Regions from separate parts of the Oryctolagus cuniculus genome. Here region 2 is linked to region 1. Evidence: chromatin contacts called from public Hi-C data. All regions are on one chromosome and are shown on one strand. Each heading gives the region's core, a stretch centred on a gene start, on an enhancer-like site or on the middle of the called end of the contact. The rest is flanking DNA. Distances are from core to core; before and after follow the strand shown.

The links. Hi-C and Micro-C count contacts between places; a contact is called where the count stands out from the background.
Region 2: a Hi-C map of skin fibroblasts shows a contact between it and region 1, with 3 times the contacts expected there. The contact joins the promoter of BTBD18 here to the enhancer-like site in region 1. A contact is called at or near these places in 6 of 6 Hi-C or Micro-C datasets (ear pinna, embryonic fibroblasts, liver and 3 more).

The regions. Positions count from the first base shown.
Region 1 is chr1:14,372,809-14,375,508 of mOryCun1.1, forward strand. All of the region lies in intron 5 of CTNND1 (catenin delta 1), which reads right to left. Among named protein-coding and RNA genes, the nearest start is that of CTNND1, 39 kb to the right of the region's middle. Within about 2 kb of position 1,328, at least 2 of the 8 cell types and tissues checked have an H3K27ac peak or open chromatin away from gene starts, as enhancers often do.
Region 2 is chr1:14,419,743-14,422,442 of mOryCun1.1, forward strand. BTBD18 (BTB domain containing 18) reads left to right here and starts at 1,309. Exons shown (of 3, transcript XM_070070152.1): 1 at 1,309-1,974; 2 at 2,128-2,700.

The DNA of each region.
Region 1 (2,700 bases), core at 78-2,577:
ACAGATCTTACTAGCCCTTCACTAAACAGGAAATGAGGTATTAACACATAGGAAACAGGGATAAAACCCTTACACACATTGAAGTATTCAAGCATCTCCTTTCCTATTTTCAGAATAGGATAAAGAAAATAATAAATAATAATAAAGGACTTCTTGCTACATCATATGTAGATCTATCTTTGGTACTGATGAGTTATAAGCTTGAAGATTAATTTTCACAGTTCAACGCAATCCATTTCTGCTGCTCAACAAATGTTTGCAATGATTTTCATCTTTCATTTTCTAAAGGCAATATCTCCAACTATCATGTAGGATGCCCAGCCAAAAGGAACAGAGACAAAGCAAATGAAGGTAAGAGAAAAGTCAAACCAGATTCTTCCTGTTTCAGTACTACTAACCACCACTAGAGGGTGAGTCTGTCACACTATTATTTATTCATAACCACCAGGAAGAAGAAATCCATTCCTTTATCTGTGAGTCGTCTCTCTAGCTCCCACTGGAGGAGAATCTATTGTACAGAACTCTCCAAGTAAGACTGTAGTTTGTTCCACAAAACCACCCCCACTGTCACCAAACATTCAAGGTTATCCTGAGCAGATCTGCTTCAGGTATCAACATCAACCACTCAACACTGATTCAGAGGAACAAGGAATTTAGTTTAAAAGGACTCTTAAAATAACATTAAAACAAAATAAACAGGTTATATGGTTGTTTTAAAACCAGGCTACTAGACTGCATGTTATAAAATTCTATTTTAGTAGCAGAAAAAAAAAAAAAGAAAAACATGGTAGATTTGTTTCCACATACAGGAAAAAGAATTCAAAGGAAATGCAACAACATGTTAACAGTGATTCTTTATCAGTGGATGGTGTGCTTTTCTGGGTTTTTCCAGCTCTGTTTTGAGCATATTTTACTTTTATTTCAATATAAACATTACAAAAGCAATTATTACCAGACTTAAGTCACTCAGGAGACTTCTATCTTACGTGTCCTTCATATATAGACAGTGGATAAAGATATTTTTTCTTTTGTTGTACAAATAACAGCTGTACTCAGATCAAATGACTTGCTTAAGAACACATAGCTAGTGGCTGAGGAACAGCCAGAACCAAAGTAATCACAGCCTCGGTTTGAGTTTAACCTTGTATTACTCTCTTAGGGCTGGAACAGGAAGCAGCAAATGTTCTTGCTAGTCAACAGGTTTAAGTCCAATGCAACCCTGGAACAAAGCCAAGAACCAGTCTCAAAATCCTCTCTATGTCAACCGCCACAGTTAAAAAAAAAAAAAAAAAAAAAAAAAAAAAAAGACCTAGCCAGGCACAATCACTTGGGTCCAATTACTCTTCACTAATGAGGAAGTCAGAAAAAGCAGACTTACACTGGAGCCAACACCCTAGTCAGACTGCTTCAGTGATAGCTGTTATTCACCATCGCTCTAGCTTGCACCAGCTGAAGTCTGGTACCCCTCCAGGAATAAAAGGTGAGTCACAGGGGAGGTGGATTAGCTACCCAAGACACCTGAAAGGTGAGTGACTCAGGCTTAGATAATGGGGCCTCTACTCCTGCACCCAGCCCAATTCACTATTAGCTAATACTACCTAATATATGAGGAAAATAAGCACCAAGCCATTCACTTTAGAAGGTCATGACCCCACATACAGAAATTCAGCAACAACTACCAGAGAACTCTTACCATCAAGATAGCTGTAAACCTTCCCTTATTTCTTACTATTCCTCTTTGCCTAGAAAACATTCACTGGTAATTCTAAAGCAGGGCTTATAGCTCATGAACCAAACTTATTTTCACATAAGTTATAATTTTTAAAAGCTTAAGAAAAAAAACCAGAACATTTGACAAGAATTATGATTTATAGCCCACAAAGCCTAAAACAGGTCCTTTAGAAAACATCTACCAACCCTCTTCTAAAGCGTTCTATCAAGGTAGCAAGGCAACACATCTACCAGTCCAAACATCATTCACTGCCTTTTCATATCACCAAAGAATACCCAAGAACAAGAAAACTCAGAGTATGCAACTGCTTAGGAAACTGTCAGCATTTTTGATAATGTACCCCTCACAGATGCCACCCCCGCTTCACTTTATATGTAAGACTCTAAGCACAAAGTTGTCAGGGTCCATATGAGGTCAAGATCTGTTTTTAACATAGATTAGAACCACTGTGAGAATTGTTATATACACCCTTATCTCTTCTGGCTCCAAAAGCCTAAAACTCAACTCTTCTTTTGAGAGCTAGAGTTACAGAGAGAGAGAGCTTCCATCTGCTGGTTCACTCCCCAAATGGCCGCAACAGCCAGAGCTAGGCAGATCCAAAGCCAGGAGTTTCTTCTGGGTCTCCCATGTGGGTACAGGACCCCAAGCACATGGGCCATTTTCTACTACTCTCCCAGGCCATGGCAGACAGCTAGATCAGAAGAGGAGCAGCCAAGACATGAATTGGTACCCATATGGGATGCCAGCAAGCAGGCAGAGGCTTAGCCTACTATGCCACAACGCTGGCCCCTCAACTCTATTCTTAATACCAAACCAGAAGTTAAGGAAATTCAAAGAATAAGACAGGGAATATTCCATGAGTCCAGGCAACAGGCACCTCTCGATCATCAGAAAGGGTCAGATCTTAGCCAGAAAGGCAGAAACTGTAGCATACAATCAAAATTCATCCTTTAGGACACAGACCAATA
Region 2 (2,700 bases), core at 59-2,558, 47 kb after region 1:
CCTGCATTGCACTCAGTAGCACCTTGCTGTAAGTCCTGGCTCTGCTCCCAATTCTAGCTCTGCTTTCCCAGGCCATAGCAGAGAGCTGGATCAGAAGTGGAGCAGCCGGGGCCGGCCATGGCTCACTTGGTTAATCCTCCGCCTGCGGCGCCGCCATCCTATATGGGCACTGGGTTCTAGACCCGGTGGCTCCTCTTCCAGTCCAGCTTTCTGCTATGGCCCGGGAGGGCAGTGGAGGATGGCCCAAGTGCTTGGGCCCTGCACCCGCATGGGAGACCAGGAAGAAGCACTTGGCTCTTGGCTTCAGATCGGCACAGCGCCGGCCATAGCAGCCATTTGGGAGGTGAACCAACGGAAGGAAGACCTTTCTCTCTGTCTCTCTCTCTCTCACTGTCTATCTGTCAAATAGATAGATAGATAGATAGATAGATAGATAGATAGAAGTGGAGTAGCCGAGACCCAAACCAGCACCTATATGGGATGCCTGCACTGCAGGCGGCAGCTTAACCCGCTACGCCACAGCGCCAGCCCCTCAAGTCCTTTTTGAAAAGGTGTTAGGTATCAATAAAGACATATTGAGCACATGATACTACTCACCCCCACATTTTGTCCTTTCTTAGGCAAATTCCTTTCTACCACCTGCAGCTGGCAACAGCGAACGCTGCTTGGCTTTAATTAACCGCACTTTGTTACCAAAACCTTGGATCCAGCCCTTTTCTCCCAGAGCTGGACATTAACTGACAACTACCGAGGGAGAGTAAAACACACAGGCCAAATTACTGACCAGATTTGTACTGTGAGTTGGCATTCCCTATATAAATGATAAATTTGGATCATTTAACTTTTAGTATCATCTCTGAAAAAAGGTGTTTCCAGTCAAGAACCGAAGTACATAAAAGGTCTCAGGACGGTCACAGCAGACCCCTCCAGGGAGAAGTTTCTACAATTCTCTCGGGTTATGGGTTTGAGATTCAGGATTGGAGCGGGATTCTGGGGAAAAAAACCAAATTCAGAAACTTGCCCAATAACCTTGTTCCAGAACATTTCTAGTGTTCAGACATGTCTAGATTAAAGTATCAGCACTAACGGGTCAGTCAGCAGCTCATTCTGAGGCTTCTTCCTCCACGAAGCCCGGCAAGCTCTCAGCACGGCTAAAACCATTTGCAGCCTCTTCAAGGGGAAGACGGAGGCATCTTTCAATTGCCTCGGAACCCACCCTAAAGGGGTATCCCGACCCCCTCTTTGGTGTGCCTTCATCCAGGACCAAAGATGAACGCGGTTTCAGTAAAGGGCCCTTCCCCCTACCTCTTGCAGCAGCCCAGCCATCTTCCCTCAGCCAAGTCCCTCGAGACTTAGTCTCCCGCCCAAAGCTTTCCTCCTCCTCTGATTGGTTCTCCGCGGGGCCTTCGGCCAATGGGGATGACGTACTCAGGAAGGCGTAGGCCCGAGGGCTCGGGGAGGAGGAAGGACCTTCGGCCCCGCGTCGCGCCGTGCGCGAGGGCGGCGGCGCGTGGTGTGCGGTGTGGGTCGCGTGGCCTCGGGCCCTCGCTGTCACCACTGCCCAGTGCATGTGGGCACGGAGAGCTCCAGGGGGGTGACTGCAAAGCCTCTGCGGCCACAGGTGGCCGTGAGGGACAGCGCTGAGTTCGGCCCTCCGGGATTGCCCAGGCTCCATTCCCAGAAACCATTGCGCCGAGAGGTCTCTTTTCAAAGGAGTTGGGCCCGGGGCACCCGGAGCGTTCGGGACACCCAGCTCTGCAGGGCCTTCCCTGAAGCCGTGCTTTCTCCGCCAGCCCCGATTTCTGTGGTTCTGGCCGGGGAAGAGACCCACCCGGGGCCGTGGGCCCACCTGCGCTGCTTGGCGCACTCTGTCGGTGCGAAGCTGGCCATAGGGAGGAGGCAAGGCAGGCTGGACAGAGGACCTAAGCACAGAAAGTGCACAGAGCAGCAGATCCTACAGCAAGGCTATCCCAGGTTGGGTCTGGGGGCTGGGCCAGGCGGCTGGTGTTTGGGAAGCTTCCCCAGGGCCCTTGCGCGGCAGCCACCCTTCACCCATGTCTCTTGCTGGAATTGGCATTGAGCCTGCCCTCTCTGAATTGACCTTTCAATTCTTTTCTTTCCTGATAGTTTTGACGTGAACTATCCAGACCCTCAGTGCCACCTGACAAAAACTGCATGCCAGGAAAGGAACACAGCCGTGCAGTGAGTGTGGGGATTTCAGTGCAAAGGAAAATTGGAAATGTCGTGGGCCCGACGTTAGAATATCGTTTGTTTGGTGAGGGGCAGGCTGCTTAGCTCTCCTTACTCTGTTGTCAGCCGGGTAATTAACTAGACAGGCAAAATGAAAAGCCAAACTCGTGGCCAGGTCCCAGGGTCAGTCAGGCTTAACTTTGGTCTAGGACATTGACCCGAGGGTGGCAGTATCCTCCTTTCTGAGCGAACTTCCTGCGGAGTTCAGGGGCGTCTCTGCTTTGTCGTGCACCCTCTGCTGGCTAGTGTTGGCAGTGCGTGCTCAGAGAAAAGGCACATAGGGTTCCTAGAGATGACTTGATACCTCGTGGTTTTTAAAAAGTGTTCAGTGAGGATTTTACCCACGGAACTGAGACTTTATGCTCTGAGAAACCAGCAGTGTCGTTTCAGTCTCTGTGATAATGTGGATGAGGAAGATTGAGGGCAATAATAGTTGCCTTTTGGGAGAGG